Linked DNA regions of Mus musculus: region 2 is linked to region 1. A link is a contact called in public ChIA-PET data. All regions are on one chromosome and are shown on one strand. The core of a region is the stretch at or near the end of the contact, and the rest is flanking DNA. Distances in the headings are between cores, read along the strand shown.

Region 1 (6,766 bases), core at 1,845-4,344:
CAATAGTAGAGGAGGACAGGAACATGGAAGCAAAACATTGGGTTTCCCCAGGCAATTTTCCCAACTGAGTCAGCAGGGAAGCATTCTGCCTTTTTGTCTCAGCTCTCCTAGCATACACAGTACACACTATTCTTTCATATGTAATATGCATATGTGTATATATGTATATATATATACATATACACAAATGTACACATACACACACATACCTCTGTGTGTGTGTGTGTGTGTGTGTGTGTGTGTGTGTGTGTGTGTGTGTGTGTGTATCTTTGGCTTTTAGCTGACTTTGCTGTTTTACCACTGCCTCCAGACGCAGTGCTGAAGTTTTATTGAAGGCTAAGTGTGAAAGAGTTAATGCTACATCTTAAGGAAAAAAAATCTGTATGTTAAGCATTCTTCCTTCAGTTATGAATCAGTATATCCTGCCTTCTCCAGGCTAGCTATTGTCCCTTTGTTGGATATTTAGGTTGCTTCCTGTGGAAATTCCTTCAAACCTGCTGTGTATAATGGAGTTATAAAGTCATTATACACATTTTTTCCTCCTGTTTCCTCTTGGATGATTTCCCAAAGCAGCAGTACATTGCCAAAGGTGGTGTGTGTTTGTTCATGTGTGTTGTGTGTGTGTGTGTGTGTGTGGTGTGTGTATGTGTGTCTATATGCGTGTCTGTATCTGTGAGTTTGTGTGTGTGGTGTGTTGATGTATCTATGTATGTGTACAGTGGTGTGTGTGTGTGTGTGTATGTGTATGTAGGGTGTGTGTATGGGATGTGTATGTGGTATGTATGTAATGAAATGTGTGTGGTATGTGGGTATGAAATGGGGGGGGGGGAGGGTGTCTCCCTGTGTCTCTGTGTATGTGTGTTAGCTCTTGTCCCATTTTCAGCAGCATAGCCATCTGCGATGTAGAAATGTATCAGCTTCCCCAACATTATCTTTTTCATCTTCTTTTGTAATTGGTTAGATATGGAGTGGTCCCTTCATCCTCTTTACTCACACAGAGTCACTGCCTCTATGTTACAGTCTTGGAAGTGTATTTTGTGAAAAAAAATGTATATATATATATATATATATATATATATATATATATATATATATTCAGGTCAAAGAACTTAGAGCTAGTGTCCTCTGATGTGGGCCCAAAAGAAATCTCAAAAGCTCATCTAGTTCACACACACACACACACACACACACACACACACACACGCACAGGAGTCCAACCTGCAATGTTCTCTATGTGTTTTCAAGATGCCTCTTGATTGCCCTCTGAAATTTTCCTTGAAAGTAAAACTTCTATTTTGGCACACACAGTCCCAACAGCTGTCACTCAAAGAGGATACATCACACTTTTGTGGCTTAGAAACCTTGAGCAGGGAGGGAAGAGATTCTGTTCGCCGCAGTGATTCACTATGGTGAACAGTCTATAGGTTGCACTGGTTTGCCATACTGTGCAGAGTCACCCAAAGCCAGGGTCCTATCAGCTTAACGATCATTTATTATCTCATAGTTCTTGGCTTGGGATTTTAAGGGGTGTCTTGACTGGAGATTCTGGCCATTTGCTGCTGTCAGAAGACAAGCAGCTTTCTCTTCCTGTGGGGCATCCATTTGTCTCTACGGCAAAGCACCTACTAAGTAACCTGCCTTTATGTGTGGTGACTTCTCTCAGAAACATACTGGGAAGGAAGTTGGGAGACATGGGTCGGTGGTGTGGAGAACATTCTGCTCACAGAGAGGGTCTGAATTCGGCTCCCAGCCACCACATAGGGTGACTCACAGGCTCATAACCAGATGTAACTCTGGAGACCCAATCCAAGGACACCAGATACCTCTGACCTCCAAGGACACCTTCACTGATGTGTATAAAGCTACACAGAGGCACACGTATCCACACAATTTAAAGTAATAGAGACTTTAAGAGATGCTGCGAGCAATTTGTGGCCTTCACTGCCTTTGACTTGGAAACCACACCACTGCCTCTATTCATCCAAGCAACGAGCAAGTGCCATTTCACACCAGGGGAAGGAGGATGAGACTCTGCCCCCCCCCCCCCATGAATGAGTATCAAAATATTTCACCGATGAAACGTAAACAACTTAACGTTGCTTACGAGACCTCACTCACTGTTTAGACTACAGTTCAGACACCAGCTTTGCTGGCATTTGGGGCCTGATGATTCTTCTAGGCTGGGGGTGGGGGTGGGGCTTGGGGTGGGAGTGGGGGGAATGAGAAGTGCAGGATACTGTGTAGTGTGCCTGGCCTCCACCCACTAGATAGAGCAGCCCCAGTGTGACAATCAAAAATATATCAGACGTTACCAAATGTCCCCCGAGGGGAAGCCACTGAAGAAGAGAAGCCTGCGGTGAGAGCATTTCCTGGTCATGGCCACACAGAACTGAGCTGTGAAGAGTAAGTTCCAGGCTGTCACTGTAGGTGGCTTTAGATCAATCACAAGCACATTGTCTTGTGTGTTGTTCATTCACAAGGAGGATTGAGTGTAATTTTTATAAAGGGGTGAATATTTTGTATATTGTGAATCCATAGCTGGGCATTCATTATTATTGTTGCTGTTATTCTTAATTTATTTATTGAATTATTTGTTCATTAGTTTTTATTATCATTCATTTACTTAGTAGGGGAACATTAAAATAATGGTAGGCTTATCATATTTCACTTGAGTGTCCAACACTGGGGAGCTGGAAGAGCGGAGGCAGTCTCTCCCTCTCATATGCTAAGATTATTGGATGTGACACTCTCCCGGTGCATTTTTCTTTCTTGATGAAAGCCAAGAACAGGTTATACTGCTACATTCATGAGCAGTTGAAGGAATAATTTCCCACTTGTAACTTGTATTCTTTTTGTGTGTGCATTGTACAAGCATTCCACATCTTAGTTGTCCATGCCCCATGCTCATCTCCAATAGACTGTAACTTAACTTGGTTGCGTTTGTGAGAAGAAAGTGTACTGTCTACCTGCCTTGTGACCCTTCTCATCCTGAAGACAATGCAACTGAAAACCGGACTTCCTGCCGTTGTGTGTGTGTAGATCTTATGTGACCTATGACCTTTACCGATGATAGCTATGTGTACTCTGGATAATGATTACCTGCACTTGGAATTGAAGTCTGTTTGCTCAATTCCATAGTAGGGTCTGCATCACCCACTTCCTGCCAGTGTGGCTTCCTGAGAAGGTTCACAGAATGACACTATTTTCCTGGGTTTTATGGTATTCTTCTTCTGTGTGTCAGCAAAATATCAGCCACATATCATCTGGCCACTCATGAGGCAGCAGTTCTAGAAAATTAAATGCAAATTAGTTCAGGATATGCTCTTCTGTCCTTGGGGGGAAGTGAGTGTGTCCAACCAAGGAGTATGGTTTGTGAAATTTCCCAAGAAGTGTGTGCTAGCCTCTGCGTGCGCAGTGATACCAAGAGTAAAAACAGTGAGAAACTGGCTTGCTTTCCTAGGTGTGTATCACACGTTAGGCACTTAGTTGAGAGTTCCTTGTGCATTATCTGATGTACAGGAGACTCACGTGTTGACCCAGTTTACAGTGAGAAAGCAGCAGCTGTCATAGGCTAAAAAGCTTGATCACAAGGCTGCTCAAACCCCACAGGCACAGCTCCTGGATCCCATAGTGTACCATCATCTTTGCTCCATTAGTGGATTTTATTTTTCACTTTAAAAAAATTAACTTTTACCTATGGCATAATTCTGCCATGCTACCACCATCAAATGTGAACAATCTTCTTTTGGGGGGGGTCTTCTGAAACTACATAAGAAGAAAAGTTAGATATGCTACAGCATATTCTTAACCTGCGGGTCACTACCGCTTTGGGGGTTGCATATCAGATAGTCTGCCCATCAGATATTTATGTCACAATTCATAACAGTAGCACAGCTATAGTTATGAAGTAGCAACAAAATAATTTTATGGTTGGGGGGGTCACAACACCATGATTATTAAAGGGTCACAGCTTTAGGAAGGTTGAGAACCACTGTTCCATAGAATTCTAAATAGAAAACAAACTTATGTATATTTGCATGGACATATGATATGAAGTTTATACTTCTAATGCATGCATTTCTAGATTTTATTTATACAGAATAGTACGCAGCACATACTCGTTAATGAATCTCTCTATCTATAAATCAGCTGAGCACCCTGCATGCCCAGCCCTTGTTTTGAACCAGCCAGAACGCTGAGTCATTTTTAATTAAAAAGGTCTTTCTTGTCCATCCACTATTATGTAAGCAATTTATTGTTTGGAGGAAAGGCAAAATAATTGGCTTTTTTTTTTCATTTAAAAATTACAACTGATTGAGGACTACTCTAAGTATTGGGCCATATGGCAGTTAATAAGTTAAACATAGTCCTTATTTTTATAAACAAAGAAGACTAAGTATAAAATACACAGAGCTTCAATTTTAGAGATATCTGTACAGACCCTGTCCCACACATTCACACAGCCTGATATTTTTATTAAATATGAAAAAAGTTAAATTATGATCTCCCTTCCAACATATTTCAACAACAAAAACATCAACCACCAGGGGATAGTTAAGTTTTATGATGCAGAATTATGGATTAATTCCTATAAAAGAAAACGTTAAATGTCTTGAAATGTCCTAACTCTTATGCCATTGGGAAACTATTCTGGACCTTTATGTGACATTTTTAAAAAATGTACAGAGGGAAGGGACATACTTGAATGGTATAATTTTACCCTGCTTTTAAAAAAAAGTCATGCTGTTGCCTCTAAACAATTATTATATAAACTGTCATTTGAAGACATGATAAAAAATGTGCAGCCATAAACTGCGGGAAAAGATTACTGTAGACCAAGTTGATTTTGTTGTTAGTGGAAAAAAAAATCCCTAGTGTTGCTTTTCTCATTTCAAATAAATGTTTTATCTATAATTCTTTTTTCTAGGAAAATTATTTTGTTTTCTTGAAGAACTTCCCTTCCTTAAATTTTAGAAGCTTCTATCCCTGCAAAACATCGTGTCTCCCATTTCCATGGGTTAGACAATAAAGGCATATGACACAGAAATTTTACTTGATTATGAATAAATAAATAGAATGTAATGAAGAAGGCAGAGAATATTTCCTACAAATGGGACAATATGTTGTGAATAGATTCTGTATTACTTATTCTATGGTATGATAATTACCACAATATTATGCACTTTACTGAGATTCTGAGGGCCAGAGTCTGGACATGGCTTTGCCGGGGCTTTTTCAGACTTTTGTAGAAGGCTGTAATCATGGTGTTGGGTAGAGATAGATCTCACTTGATTGCCTGCCTGAAGAATAATTGCCTTTCTGCTCCTCATATTGATGGCAGGTATTAACTGTGACATCTGCTTCTATTTTTGCTATTAATCTTCATATGTGTGAAGCTGAAGGTCCCACCTTGACCTGAAGGCATGTTTCTCAGGAGATGGGGGATCACTAGAGGGAACACTACAGTCTGTCTACCACAGGTGATGGGGGGAGAAACTCTGCCAGGTTGGTGTGTGAAAATGGTGGAGAGGCAACGAATGCGAAGACACGGCTCTGTGGAAAAAGCTCCCAGAAGGCAAGGGAGCAGCTTGAGCCCAGGTGTGTGAGGGAGCCAGGCTCTCAGCTGTGTGAGCTTGAGGTCAGTGGGAGGAGAGGTCCCAGAGCACCAGTCCTCAACCTGGGAGTTGCGACCCCTTTGAGGTCAAATGACCCTTTCACAGGGGTCACCCAAGACCATCAGGAAATATAGATATTTACGATTCTATTCCTGGTAGTAGCAAAATTACAGTTATGAAGTATCAATAAAAATAAGCTTATGGTTTGGGGTTACCACAACATGAGCAACTGTTTAGAGAGTCGTGACATCAGGAAGGTTGAGAACCACTGTCCCGGGGGTAGAGAATGGGTATGCATGCAGCTGGGAAACGAACTGCTTCACGGGATGATATTGGAGACTGAGGACTCATGAAGGGGTTACTAAAAGGTGTGTGAAGGAAGGCTCAGATCGTTGGCATGCAAACTGTGATCTCAACAAGGATGACAGCAATGGGCAGGTGAAGGTGGATGGAGAGAAGTCCACCAGGCCTCAAAACCACACAAAGAATCATGGGCGACTGAAGCTGGGAGAGCAAGAACTGGTTTCCCAGAGAAGAGCACACCAATTGATTGCCCAGTGCCAAAGAGTCAGCCCTGAAAACACACACACACACACACACTCACTCACAGTCATACACACACACCATAAACACAGTCATACACACACATATGCACATACACTCACACACACACACACACACTCACACAGTCATACACACACATACCACACGCATATATCATACCACACCACATACTCACATACACACACTCTATACACACACAATACACATACACACCACACACACACATTCATACACACAGTGTGTGTAACATTATACAGACTGAAGAAGATATTTTAGGAATATGTATGTGTATGTATGTATAATATGTATTTATACTTATAAACACATATATTCATATACACATATATATGCATATACACACACACATATATATATATATATATATATATATATATATACATATGTTGATGCAATAAAGATTAGTGGAAAATAGAGACCATGAACTTGAAAAAGAACAGGAAGGGTATATAGCAGGGTTTGCAGGAGAGGGGAGAAAGAAATGTAATTATAGTATGATCTTAACATAATTAAATAAAAAAGACTATAGAGAAAGAAAGGGTGTGGAATTAGGAAGGAGGGGAAGTGAG
Region 2 (6,766 bases), core at 2,622-5,121, 190 kb before region 1:
GTTCGGTCCCTAGCACTGCAACAAAACAAACAAAATTTACAAGTTAAAGTTATTACTCAGGTGGTGATGGTGCATCCCTTTAATTGCAGCACTTGGGAGACAGAGGCAGGTGGATCTCTGAGTTTGAGGCAGCCTGGTCTAAAGAGCAACTTCCAGGACAGCCAGGGCCATGCAAAGAAACCCTGACTAAAAGAGATAGAGAGATAGAGAGATAGATAGATAGTGTGAAAACCAAATATATATATATTTGTATATATTAAACAAATAAAATGTTAGGGACTCATTGTAGAAAGAAAAGCAGATCTAGGCATGCTATCTACCACTAAATCCTTAGAGTGGGCAAGGAGTGAGATGAGGGTACATTTTGATTGTATACCTTAAAAATGTGGCAGTTAATAGTATTGGAGGAACTGGTACAATTTTTTCCACAGTGGTATAGCCATTGGTAGGTTGCCATATCTCCAGTAAAACCTGACCCCGCCCAAGTTCATGCAGCAACCATAGTTAAACTCAGTATGTCACACATACAGCATATGCATATGGGGGGTGGGGGGTGGGGAGCTGACTGGGTTCAAGGTTTCTGCAGAGTTGGAGAGGTAAAGGGTGACCAGAACTCATTATTTACAGGTACAGACTTTTCAGAGAATTATTTTAATGAAAAAAAATATATATCATGAAGCTGAAAGAAGTACTTGAAGGCTCAGCATAAACTTTTCTTTAAAAAAAAAAAATTTAATTTTTTTCTTAGATATTTTTTTCATTGTGGAAAAAACTTTAAATTATTTACTATGGAGCAAATCTTGCAACACCTTCTAGGTGAGAGCACCTTCTGTGGTGTTAGGCTTCGTCTTTGCCAAGGAACCCTCCTACTCCCCAAATCTTCATGACAACACTTGCTATTTTAGTTTTTTTTTTAATCCCTTTGACAAATAACCAATTTGAAAAGCAAACTGTGCCAGTGTTATAATAGTTTGGTACCTTAATGTATACCCATTTTGTAAGCATATCTAACGGATAGTTCCATAATTTCTAGCAAATATGCCAAAGGTAATTTAAAAAATAATAGGAGTTAATGGAGAGTTTGGGGTAAAAACACCCACTTTCCCCTCCTGATGGTGATCACAGTGTGATTGCTTTCTATAGGGTCCATCACACATAGGGAAGGCCTAAGTTTCTGTTGTTGACCTAATGACAATTTCTCTACCATGAGAAAGAAGAATATTTAGTAGCTCATGAGCATTTAATTCAGTCCAAGCATTGTGCTGAAGGCTTAGAGGTTGTCTCATTTAGTCCTCACACAGTCTTCAGGGAGCAGAGCTAGTTTCATCATTAGAAAAACCTAGGCTAAGGCTGGAGAGATGGCTCAGTGGTTAAGAGCACTGACTGCTTTTCCGGACATCATGAGTTCAAATCCCAGCAACCACATGGCAGCTCACAACCATCTGTAATGGGATCTGATGACCTCTTCTGGTGTCTGAAGAGAGCTACAGTGTACTTATGTAGGATAATAAATAAATTAAAAAAAGAGAGAGAGAAGAAAACCTAGGCTATTCTTCCATGTTATACAGCTACAGTGCTATGATTGCTATGAGCTGGCATCGATGCAACCTAACTCCAGAACTTTGGTGGTTTTACAGTATATTAGATGAGGCCCAACACAAACTTCAGTGTAAAATGCATGTGTGTGTGTGTGTTTCTCTTTAAGACTATTCACCAGAATTATCAACTGTATTAGTTATATTTCTACTGCTGTGATAAAACACCTGAACCAATGTGATTTACAGAAGAATGGGTTTACTGAGGCTTACAGTTTCAGTGGGTTAGAGTTCTTGCCCATAAAGGCAGGGTTCATGCAGCAGGCAGGCAGGAGTGATGTTGGAGCAGTAGCTGAGAGCTTTCAACTGCCCCAATCACAAGGCAGAGGGAGCTAAGTGGGAAAGGGGCTTTAGAAACCTCAAAGGTCACCACCAGTGACATACAGTGACACACTTCCTACAAAAAGGTCACACCTATTCCAGCAAGGCCACACCTCCTAAAAGTGCCACTTCCCGTGGGCCAAGGATATTCAAACCACCACAGAAAGGGAATTCTTTGCTAATGGACTAATGGTTGTGGTAATTCGGTTAGGTACCCTGTGACCTCAGAGTCCTCCTCACCGTTTTGTTTGTTCTCTCTCTCTCTCTCTCTCTCTCTCTCTCTCTCTCTCTCTCTCTCTCATGTGTGTGTGTGTTGTCTATTTTGAGACATGGTCTCACTCTGGGGCCCAAGCGCCTCTTGAATCTGAAGCCTTCCTTCCTCAGGTTGTCCAGTGGTGGGATAACAGGCATATGCCACCACGCCCGAATAGCTCACCCTATTCTTGACATTCAGACGTCTTCTTCTTCTTCTTCTTCTTCTTCTTCTTCTTCTTCTTCTTCTTCTTCTTCTTCTTCTTCTTCTTCTTCTTCTTCTTCTTCTTCTCCTTCTCCTTCTCCTTCTCCTTCTCCTTCTCCTCCTCCTCCTCCTCCTCCTCCTCCTCCTCCTCCTCCTCCTCCTCCTCCTTCCTCCTCCTCCTCCTCCTCCTTCTTCTTCTTGTTTTTTTGAGACAGGGTTTCTCTATATAGCTCTATAGCTCTGGCTGTCCTTGAACTCACTTTGTAGACCAGGCTGGCCTCGAACTCAGAAATCCGCCTGCCTCTGCCTCCCAAGTGCAGGGATTAAAGGCGTGTGCCACCAGACTTCTTTAACATTTGTCCTTTCCCCTTGTCGCTTCTGTATTTCTCTATTTGGCAGTTTACTTAGTGATACCTGTGTGCTTCTTCAGCCCTCCCCACTCCCAGTCCCTATCTATGCTCCCTGCCTTGTAGTCTAGACAGTGGGTCCTCCTTTGGGTGGCACCCTTCTCCTACTTTGTCCTGCTCTGGACAGGGATGTCCCAGTATTTGCTAACTTGGACTGATTTCTGCAAGGGGCTCTAACCACAAACCCCACTCATCCATTCCTTCCTCTTCTTTGAAATTCTCAAAAGTGCTAAGCCACTTGAAAATGACACATATTTGTTGAAGCTAGAAGGGATCATGAGTGACCAGGCACAGGAAGCCAGGAGGAGAAGGAGGAGAAGGGGGAGGAGGAGGAGGAGGAGGAGGAGGAGGAGGAGGAGGAGGAGGAGGAGGAGAAGGAGAAGGAGAAGGAGAAGGAGAAGGAGAAGGAGAAGGAGAAGGAGAAGGAGAAGGAGAAGGAGAAGGAGAAGGAGAAGGAGAAGGAGAAGGAGAAGGAGAAGGAGAAGGAGAAGGAGAAGGAGAAGGAGAAGGAGAAGGAGAAGGAGAAAACTAAACAAAACCTAAAACAATACCTTGGCTTCTATTAGAGCAAGTTCTCAACGTTCAAACATCCTAATTTAGCTTAGACAAAATAGTCCACATTCCATTTCAAGGGAGACTGCCTTCCTCCCCACCCCCTTTCCCTAACTCTTCCTTCCCCACCCCCAGTCTAGTTTCTCCCTTTTTCCTGGCTGTCTTACTGTGATTTCCCCATCAAAACCCTTTATCTACAACTGCCTTTAATCAGGAGTCTTCTAAAAGAGGCAAGCTCTCTGTAACTTAAAGGAAAGCCCTCCGAGAAGCTTGCCGGTGGCCAGGATGCCTGGAGGCGAGAAGGCTCCAAGGCCAAGTTCCTGAGTCCGCTAGCATAAAAGGGCTAACTTCCTTGCGAGTCTGATCCATTCTGCGCAGCTGGACACAGGAAAGCAGCCTCCCAGCAAGGAGTAAAAGCCCGGGCACTTTGAAAGTACCCTTTCTACCCAGATCCGGGAGAAGTCCTGGGGTGCGAAGGCGGGGCTACTAGACTGGCGACACCCTCCTGAATGTCCAGCCCCGCCTTCCAACCACCTTTGGGATTTGGTTCGTGAAGCAAGATCGCCCTCTCAGTGAAAGGCAGATGTCCCTTTAAGGTTTGCTTTGCTGCTGCCTGTGGACTTTAGCCTAAACACGGTCCCGCGAAGTTGGCTTTATTTGTCCATGTCTCGGACAGAGCCTGGGTGGCTGCCAGTGAGATTTCAGAGACTTGAGCGCAAAGGGGCGGGAGATGTGGCAATCCATCTGGGATCTGAGAAGCGTGGAGCGGGCTTAGCAGCATTCGACCAAAACACAGGAAATTACTCTTCCACCGCTCCAGGGCGCTGCAGCCGCTGGGGCCGCTGCCGGACACCCGCGGAGACCGCACCGAGTGACCCAGAGCGCAAGTCGCCGGCGCCTGGCTTCTGCCTGTTCCTGCCAGCTCCTGCCCACGAACCAGTACGTCGCTGGTTCCAGCAGCCACTCCAGCAATGGTCCCCAGGCGTCCTGCTAGCCTAGAGGTCACTGTAGCCTGCATCTGGCTTCTCACCGGTGAGCGACCCTGCTTTCCTGAGCATCTCTGGTGGGGCTTGGGGCTTTGGTGAGGGGTGACACACATAGCAGAAGGGCAAACCAGAGGGGACCTCAGGTACAGCTGTCAGTTCAAAGGACTGAAGGTAGCGCCCGCGTGAGGGAGGAGGTGCTGAGAACTTTCCAAGTACATCTGGCATTTCTAATTAAAGTTGTTTTTAAGTTGTGCGTTGTGTTTTAGGCATTTGAATTATTGCAAGGGAGAGAGTAACCGGAGGCGTCTGATTAGTGTGCAAAGTTCCTGCCCTAGGGTTGCTCAGAAGTGAACTTGATAGCATTTTCTTCCTTTTTAATACTTAGGACCTTCTCTGCCAAAGAACAAGGAAAGACAGGCATGCCAGACAAATCTACTTCTTGTCCCAATATGACGTTTCTACGTTAGCTCCTAAGAGGCGGAACATTTTGAAATTGAATGTTTAGCACCCAAATGTCGCAGTGCTGTCTTTCAAATACAAATGCGTTTCTTAAGAAGGTGCAGTACCTTCTTAAAAGATACTGCAGTGTTCTATTCAACTGAGAGAAATGTGGGGACATTTCCGATTTCCCTAACAGTAGCTAAGCTCACAGCCTTTATTGTAGTTACCAGTTGGGGAGGGAAACTGAGCTGGTGTCCAAGTGAAAGGATTTAAGCACAGTTTATCACTTCTTTAGTTCTTCAATTAGTAGCTTTCTTTAACAGGACATGATATTCAATTGCCTGATTGTTTTCACTGTTGGCGTGCCTAACTAGTTAATTTCACATTGGACTATTACATAGGGCCAGTTAACCCTGCAGTGGACGGCTAAGCACTGAGAACCCTTACATTCACTTCCAAATGGAGTTTTAATAAGCCCATCCTCTGTCATAGTAAAGTGGTGTGGGCAGTTAACGAGCTACGGGCTTTCATCCCAACATTTCCCACTCTTCAGGAAATGCCCAGGAATCCAAACAGTGGTGACTTCTAAACAGCATTCTAGGCCAAGGAGTGGTTTTAACCTACCGGCTCCTGCATTGACCCTTGATGCAAGCTTGGCTTGTGAGTCCCTTCCAACCCTAACTTTCAGAGATTGTATCTTGATGTTTTGCAAAATCGGAATTGTTTACTAATTACTCAAGCTGTATCTTTTTTTTTTTTCCTCCCCATTTTACCAACCATTCAGTCAGTGTGCAAACGAAACTTCCATATTCTCTAAAAGGAGGGGTGGGGATGAGAAAGCTACAGTTTCACATATACATTGGTATGACATGCTTTGCTGAATCCAAGATGAGAGTTAAAAGAGGCCGATCGGCAGGTTTTTCTAAAGTACGCTCCAGTTATTAGTGTATAATATTTAGAGCATGGTTGACCCAGGGCGGACAGGTTCCTTATATTTAGTGTATTTATGTCCATTCCACAAGACACAAGGCATTAAGTATCCCGGGTTTGACTTTTTCCTTATCAGTTACTCATACTTAAAAACCATGGACTCAGCAGTTAATCTGGAGTCTTACAGACATATCCATTTAGGAATGATGCTACAGAGCTTAAACTGTCCCTCGGACCCACCTACCAAATATTTTTCTTGTATCTATTTGAAGTAGATCATCTGTAGTAGTTCGAGATTGCCCTCTCAGATAAAAATCCAAATTTCTCAACAGATTGCCCAAATTCAGGCAATTTCTTATTGCTGCTGCAATAAGTTGCCATTGATTTATTGGCTTAAAACACGGTATTTACAGTTTTACAGTTCTATAGGTTTTAAGTCACACTGTGATAAAAATCATGCCCCACTCCCCCCACCAGGGCGTTTCCTTCCACTTCCTGAGGCTACTTTCAAAAGTTGACATGCAGTTTTTCAGTCTTCCTCTCTGGCCCGCTTCATGGTCGCATCTTCTCCAGGTCTACCTGCCCTGGGTCCCTCCCTGCATTTATTCGGTACCTCTTTAGGAATGCCCATTCAATCTCTCTGCCAAGTCTGCTTTCTCCTCAAAGGTAATACGCTCAACTTTCACGGATTAGGGCAAGGGCGTCTTTGGTGGTTCCACACTGTTAACTCTGCCTACCACAACCCTTAAACCGAACAGCCATCACATCCCGTATTGTTTCCTTACATTCCTCGTAATCCTCTTGCTCTTTCTTGTTGTTTGATACCTCTACAAAAGTAACCCCACCCTTCCATTCCACTACCCCCTGCTTTCTGAACAAACTCTGTCCAGCTTTCAATGCTGTGCATATATCATTTAAAAATCACCAGCCTTCCAATAAACTTCCCAAGGATTTACAACTCCTTATGTTAGTTTCTCCCAACATATATTAAATAATTTGCCAAGAAAAAAGGTTCCTCCCTCACTAATCTTCAAATAAAGTTCTTGTCATTGTTTTAGACAGGTTAACATCCTGGTG

The links. ChIA-PET counts read pairs in DNA pulled down with a chosen protein or histone mark.
Region 2: an RNA polymerase II ChIA-PET map of effector CD8 T cells shows a contact between it and region 1, with 66 read pairs. The contact joins the promoter of Itga1 here to the enhancer-like site in region 1. A contact is called at or near these places in 4 of 39 promoter capture datasets (embryonic stem cells, hippocampal neurons, second pharyngeal arch cranial neural crest and 1 more), 3 of 115 datasets of contacts at active chromatin or transcription factors (bone marrow-derived macrophages, effector CD8 T cells and pancreatic cancer cells) and 2 of 9 other capture datasets (adipose tissue and liver).

What each region holds. Positions count from the first base shown.
Region 1 is chr13:114,911,494-114,918,259 of GRCm38.p6, reverse strand. All of the region lies in intron 1 of Itga2 (integrin alpha 2), which reads left to right. Among named protein-coding and RNA genes, the nearest start is that of Gm34845, 8.9 kb to the left of the region's middle. Within about 2 kb of position 3,094, at least 63 of the 459 cell types and tissues checked have an H3K27ac peak or open chromatin away from gene starts, as enhancers often do. A contact at or near this core is called in effector CD8 T cells and pancreatic cancer cells, where this site is marked.
Region 2 is chr13:115,099,069-115,105,834 of GRCm38.p6, reverse strand. It overlaps Itga1 (integrin alpha 1), which reads left to right and starts at 3,871. Exons shown (of 29, transcript NM_001033228.3): 1 at 3,871-4,364. The coding sequence starts at 4,304.